Linked DNA regions of Triticum aestivum: region 2 is linked to region 1. The links are chromatin contacts, called in public Hi-C maps. All regions are on one chromosome and are shown on one strand. Each heading gives the region's core, a stretch centred on a gene start, on an enhancer-like site or on the middle of the called end of the contact. The rest is flanking DNA. Distances are from core to core; before and after follow the strand shown.

What was found. A called contact is a pair of places that touch in the nucleus more often than the background predicts.
Region 2: a contact with region 1 is called in a Hi-C map of leaf, with 5 times the contacts expected there. The contact joins the promoter of LOC100682474 here to the enhancer-like site in region 1. A contact is called at or near these places in 2 of 5 Hi-C or Micro-C datasets (both in leaf).

What each region holds. Positions count from the first base shown.
Region 1 is chr7B:330,704,635-330,707,950 of IWGSC CS RefSeq v2.1, reverse strand. No RefSeq gene overlaps it. Among protein-coding and RNA genes, the nearest start is that of LOC123155460, 390 kb to the right of the region's middle. Within about 2 kb of position 1,805, at least 6 of the 8 cell types and tissues checked have an H3K27ac peak or open chromatin away from gene starts, as enhancers often do. A contact at or near this core is called in leaf, where this site is marked.
Region 2 is chr7B:331,541,361-331,544,676 of IWGSC CS RefSeq v2.1, reverse strand. It overlaps LOC100682474 (protein LHY), which reads left to right and starts at 1,567. Exons shown (of 12, transcript XM_044578692.1): 1 at 1,567-1,860; 2 at 1,953-2,010.

The DNA of each region.
Region 1 (3,316 bases), core at 556-3,055:
GTTTTGCACCGTATTTACACGTTCGAGCCAAGTTGTAACACTTAGTTCAATGTATGCCGCAAGTTTAGGCACTAAAGTGATTTTCTCGCCAAGTTTAAAGACCGGTGGTGTAATTGACCCTTTTTTCAAAAGTCCGAACTGATGAAAAGGACTAGACAACGTATTTCAACACTCCCCCGCGCGTTAGGCTGTGGATGTATAGGAAGACCTTAGATGTGGGATCGAGATTAGATCGCAACTATTTTTATATTAAGTAGTGCGTTGGCCAGCATTTGATCCTTGGACCTTGTGGCTCTGATACCATATTGAACAGATGCGCTAGTCAAGTTTCTCAAAAGTCCGAACTGACGGAAAGGACTAGACAACGTATTTTAATAAAACTTCACCCGCAGTCTTGGGCGATTGACATCATTTTAGGAAACAGAGTGACCGAAAGTGTTGCAAGTGTTATATTATGTGGTTCATGGGCCATTTGGTCGAAGAGGAACACAAGACTTCATGGAGAAAGCATGCGCTCAATTCAACAATCTGTTAACTGATCGCTGGATATGACCACTGATTTTTTTTGAACTGAAGAGGGGTCTAGAACGACCCCGAGCTTTCATTTAACACAAAGCGGTAGAAGTACAAAGCTCCTACAAGGACTTCAAAGTAAAATACATAACAAACAAGCCCCTGACTTTTACATGGAGGACCCCAAACTGAAAGCAAGAAACGCGATCGGGTCCCTAGCAGCCACCGCCCGGATTGAACCTCATCGCCGCCGGGGACGAACCACTTGGCACGAAGAAATCGCCATGGCCGCAACACCTGCACACCATAGCCTCCGAACAACAGCTGGGTCTGCCTCCCACAAGGCACGCACGCCGGGAGGAATGGAGTCGGCTGCCATTCGGCCAGAAGAAGCAGCGAACTAGCGGAGACCGGCAGCCAATCGAGGGCGCCGTCGCTCCACCATGGAATCGACTGCTGATATGCACGAACTCGATCTGCAGGCTTCAAGTATCTGCAACGCCCCCGCTCCTCATCCACCACCAAAGTGACTGGAAAGAGCAAGCAGCAGCAGAGGGCCATCCTCCAGATCAGGGAAGACCTCAGGCTTATTGGGGAAAGAGAGCTCGCACCAGATCCACTCCCATCTGCCTCCATCCACCATGGATGGCCGACCTGGGAGGCTACTGGTGACCACCAAACACTGCCTGGATGTGTTGATGGGGAGCTCAAGTACGGCATAACGCCAGACGCCACGGAGGCAAGACACAACCTACACCTAAAACTAAGACTACTATGAACAGAGGGAGACCGACCACCTAACCCATCCTCACACCGGACGGCAGAGCCGCCGGAGAGAGAGAGGGAGAGGGGCGGCGACGGAGTGCACGAGGAGACTCTCAACAGGAGCAGGGAAGAGATGGAGAAGAGAGCCAGCTTTTCGACCACTGATTTGGCAGCCATTGGAACTGAGAGATATCTCAAGCACATGAAGGCTAGACACAAATGGAAGCCCCCTGATGATCAGTTCATACAAATAGAAGTCGATGCAGCCTTTTAAGAGCAAGATCATACGGGCAGCACAGATTTCGGTGTCCACAATATTGAAGGGAACCTGACAAGGGCACAGTCACTCTGGTATGGAGCAACCGCTAGTGCAATGGCTATGGAAGCCTATGCAATCAGGGGCGGGGTGCAGCTTGCTTGTGATTTGGGTCTTCGGAAAGTTATATCCGGCGGGAGGTCGGTGACGAACCCGACAGGTGGGTCCCACCTGTCGGTGGCTGCAGAGGCGAGCGAGGGGATCAGGCGTACCGCTTCGGCGGGGAAGGCAGACCGTGGACCTAAATGTCGGCTGGGCCGGTCGGTTGGCGCTGGCCCGACGCGGCTGAAGTTTTATTTAATAAGTCAGAGAGTAAAAGTCAGAAAAGAAAAATCAAGGAAAATTTTTTCTAGACAAGAAATATATTAAAATTCTTAGAATAAAACAAAAAAAAATATGAACTATTTTTCATAAGAAAATAAATTACAATTTTTTAATAACTTCAAATTGGATTTGAATTTGATTTTCAAATATTTTGCAAATAGTTTTCTATTCTATTTATAAAAATACTTCTCGATTTTTTTCTGAATTTTGAAGGGTCATGTTTCCTTCACTCAGTATTTATATTCAGAGAATTTTGAGATGATTAGTTGAGACCGATGCTCAACTGGTGATTAACCTTTGGAATTCCTTAGTGTTTGATCGATCAGAAATTGCTGCTACTCTCAGTTTAATCCAAGATCTTAGTGGGAATCCGGAATTATTCCAGTTGGTATTCACATCTAGAGAAGCTAATGAATTAGCACATCTTTGTGCAAAACGATCTAATGCTGTCAGAAGACGTTGCCTGTGGATCAACTACATTCCTAACCTAGTTGATTGTATCACGAAAGATTGTAATCCCACTTAATCTATAAAGCTATTTGTTTCGCAAAAATGCTCCCTCCCCATCACACTTAGCATCAGGGTCCTTGCAAACTGATCGGCCCAGCTGACCATCAGGACGCACTAGGAAAATCAGTCGATCGCCAGTCAAAATCCAATGACTCAATCCAAAATCGGATACCACAATTGATCCGAAGCATATAAGTAAGTAATGAAGGAACTCCATACAACCTACATATCCTTGCCATGGTGAAAAGCATCAAGGAACTGAAGAATATGTGAAGGTAAAATACATGTATATATACTTCGAAAGGGAACTATTAGACGATAGCGATCATACTTCAAACTACAAAGAGTTATTAGCTAACCATGAAGGTACTGACTCAAACTTCAAACATTATACATGGATAGAGTCAACACTGATTTTATGGTTGCAACTAAACATGATTTATGTCATACATGGACGAATCATATCAAACATTTGTGAAAGCACATTCGCTCCCTCGGGTGTTTTGGTAATCAATGTCAACATACATATTACTCCCTCCGTTCCTAAATATAAGTCTTTGGAGAGATTCCACTATGAATCACATACGGATGTATGTAGATGCATTTTAGAGTGTAGATTCACTCATTTTGCTTCGTATGTAGTCCATAGTGAAATCCCTACAGAGACTTATATTTAGGAACGGAGGGAGTATTATACTAATAGTTCTATCTAGAATATTTCAGATAAGTCCAATGATGGTGTGGCAAGGACAAGAGGATGTGGAACCCCTTCTAAATGTGTAGAAAAAATTTGGCTACCCCAAGACTCTATATTTTTGGTTTAGTGATCAAAGATCGCATTGAGTACCTTAAAAAAGCCAATACTATTAAAAGGGGATGAGGTATTGT
Region 2 (3,316 bases), core at 318-2,817, 840 kb before region 1:
ACTTTGATACCAATTGTAACACCCTGACCAAACCCATTGGTTCTTGGCCGTCGCGCCTGGGATCAAGACTGGACCCACAGACCAACACTAGTCTTTCTTTCGCACTTTGTCATCTCTCGTGCGAACCTAAGAACAATTTCCCAGTCAGCCATCCATTCTCAAATTGCTCCAAGCCAGACACACTTAACTTTGAAATTCCTTTCGGATGGGCTCCCAAGAAAGAAGACGCGCCTTTTTTTATATGAGTAATCTATCATTCCTATTAAGCTGGGATGTCACATACCTTTAGCATGAGCAACCTTATAACTATACATAATAAAGTATATTTCAAAAGATTAGGTTGGTCATCTCGGCCCAAGTCTCAACCTCGTCTGCAAGCACGATCACCATCAAATGCATCACGAATTGTTTGGTTCCGGCCCTAAATACGTACCGTTCGCCACATACATATGAAGAATACAGTTCCGGCCCTAAATTCATACCGTTCGCCACATACATATGAAGAATACAATAATCTTCTCATCCTGATCAATGTGCAAACTAACAGAACGTTTGTGAACTAGGTCCTCGATAATACTCTTCAAGGTTTAGAAATCACTTTTTTCTCTTTTTCAGCACCGTGTGCCAGGCCGCAATCGGCATCCTAGATGCTAGTAGTTAGATCAAAATTGCAAAAGCCATTTTTGTAATAGTTCCACATAGGATCAATGCTAATTAAATCGTACACTAGTTGAGCGAATTAGTGAATATTGCTACAACCAATCAAAAGAGTGGTTGTCAAAATAGCAGGCACTATTTCTAGTCAAATACAAGAGTTTCTTCTCATCTAGATAAAAACCAAGTAGTTGAGAGTTTGTTGCCGGGCCAATATGCCGTCCAAATGACTAGGGTACAAAACCCACATAGCGCATCTATACATTTCCCTTAAAAATAACCAATGTTGTCTTGTACATCTTCTATTACTAAATAGCTACAATACCTATTTTTCTAACCTTGCCACATAAGTAAGTCATACATGCAAGTCATAAATCATTTTTATTTTGCATTACTCTATGCATGCAACGCAGTCATATCATAAATTCATGCATGTTAATTATTCACAGTTATTTTTTGTATTAGATTTTGTACTAGCAATATATGTATTGGGCAATTGCAGCGTATGTATGTAGTTGACCCTTCACATTTTTGTTTTGTTAGAAATGACATTATTTTAACCGTAATTTAATTTGTTTTTATATACTTTGTTTTTTTATTTTTCAGATTACATCTTCTTTTCATTAGTTTTAGAAGTCTTTTATCAACTATTTACGCATTTCTGTTACCAAGATTCCTGATGTACCGCACGGGGCATCATCTAGGTTCTAATATTTTGTAAAGCATATGAAAGGTCTAGAATAACCTTGACCCTTTATTTCTTTTTTTCTCCCGTGAGAAAGAAAGCCAGTAGTACGCAACATAAAATGCGGTGGTTTGCGATTCCAGGGATTTTACAAGGGTGCCGCACGGAGATAGCCTCGGAGGAGGCCTAGAAACCCACAAGTAAAGATAGTGGCTGAGATTTCTCGCGGCGGCGAGAGCGACCCCCACAGCCCCCGGCCACAAACACACCTCCACCGTGTAGCCTCCACGACCCGCAGCATACAGCGAGCCCCGCACCCGAGTACCCGACATCTCGACCCTTCCCTTCCCTTCCTTCGTCACTCGCGCGCGCGCGCACGCACGCACGCACGCTTGTTCCTCCCACTGCTGGCCTAGCTAGATCCCCAAAGCGGAGGAGTTGGCCGGGAAGCTTCGTCCGGAAGCATCGGCCGGTGGCGGCAGAGAGAGGAGCCGCTGCGCCCGGTGCGGCGGTCGCTTGAGGTGGGTGGCAGGGATCGGGGCGGAGATTCCGTTTTGCATGATGAACCGCTGGGTTGTTGATTTGATTTTGTGCACGGGGTGGCTTGGTGCAGGCCGCCGCGCGGAGGGCGGGCGACGTGGCGACCGGGGTTAGCTTGCTGCTCGCCCGAGGTAACCTAGAACTACGAACCATACAAGTTTCCAGAAATTTGTGCTTCCACTGGACGCGACGCGATTGATATATACTCTTAGGTGTGGTAGTTTGTCGACTGAAAACTGTGCAGCAAATGAGCCCACGCTTTTTTGTGTGTGTGCCTGGTCGGTCTCTGTAGTTGCAGTTTTTGATTTCGCGTTGCTCTCCTCCAATGATCGTGGTGCAAAAGCTCAGACTTCTGAGCGGTTGAACTGCACCTGTTCACTGAGAGCTCTGCTGTTGGAGAGGGGGGATTACGAATCAGATCATTTATACCCTTTGCTTAAAGGCAGCACATCTGAGTTTGGCTTCTTCCACCCGGTCTACCGTGTCGTCCAGTGATTATTTTCTTGCTCTAGCCCGTCTTCTGTGCCCTTTTCTTGCTCTAGTTAGTCCTGTCCGTTTTAGTATGGTCATTAGGAATAATATTAATAGTGATTCCATGGTTCAACTTCTTGCAGCTAGAAAACTGTATGGTTGGTGCGTGGGTTTTTTATCTGTTTTCTTTTGGCTGTCATGGGTTTGAGGTGTGCTTTTATCAGATCTTTGATCTAATATGGTGTTGTTGGTGCTCTGAAGTTGTTTGGAAAGAACGTGTGTAAGTTAGGCTTCTGAGTTTGCTATGCAGGGAGAGAACAGCTTGATTTAGTTTATAAGCAGGTGAGTTAAGTTAATTTTGGATTTGCTATGCTGGAAAGGGAGCAACTTAATCTAGTTTAACTAAGCAGGTGAGGTAATTTGACTAAAATACATGCTTTGGTGAATTGTGCTAAGAAGAAAATATATTTTTTGTCTGCTATAAAAAATTCATAGTTTTTTTGGTTGTTGTTATGTCAATACATTTGCTATGATAAATTTCGGTCTGGCTTAAATTCTAGTGTTAGTTTTGGAAAGTCCAGGAACCCTAAAGCAACATATGCGTATTAAGGTATGTTGCAAAAAAAAAATGTTTCTATTAGTATTAATTAACCGTTTTGCTTCCTGGTGAGCTCATAGATCTGTTTGCAGACATACTGTGTTGCCCTTAAATAACGTGTTTGAGATTGTGGGAGATAAACTCATGGATGCTTTTCGCAAAACACACACACACACACACACTCATGGATGCTCCTTCCAAGGCATACTGTTAGTGGAGGTAAAGGAGGTCAATGCGATTTTAGGAGTTACTATATCATAGCTGCTACATGGTCAATTAAGTCAGAATCGTAAAAATATATTAAGAACAACATCAAATATGTCGAGGTACTGGACCAATAAATAAGTAAGTCTGTAAAGACAATTGGT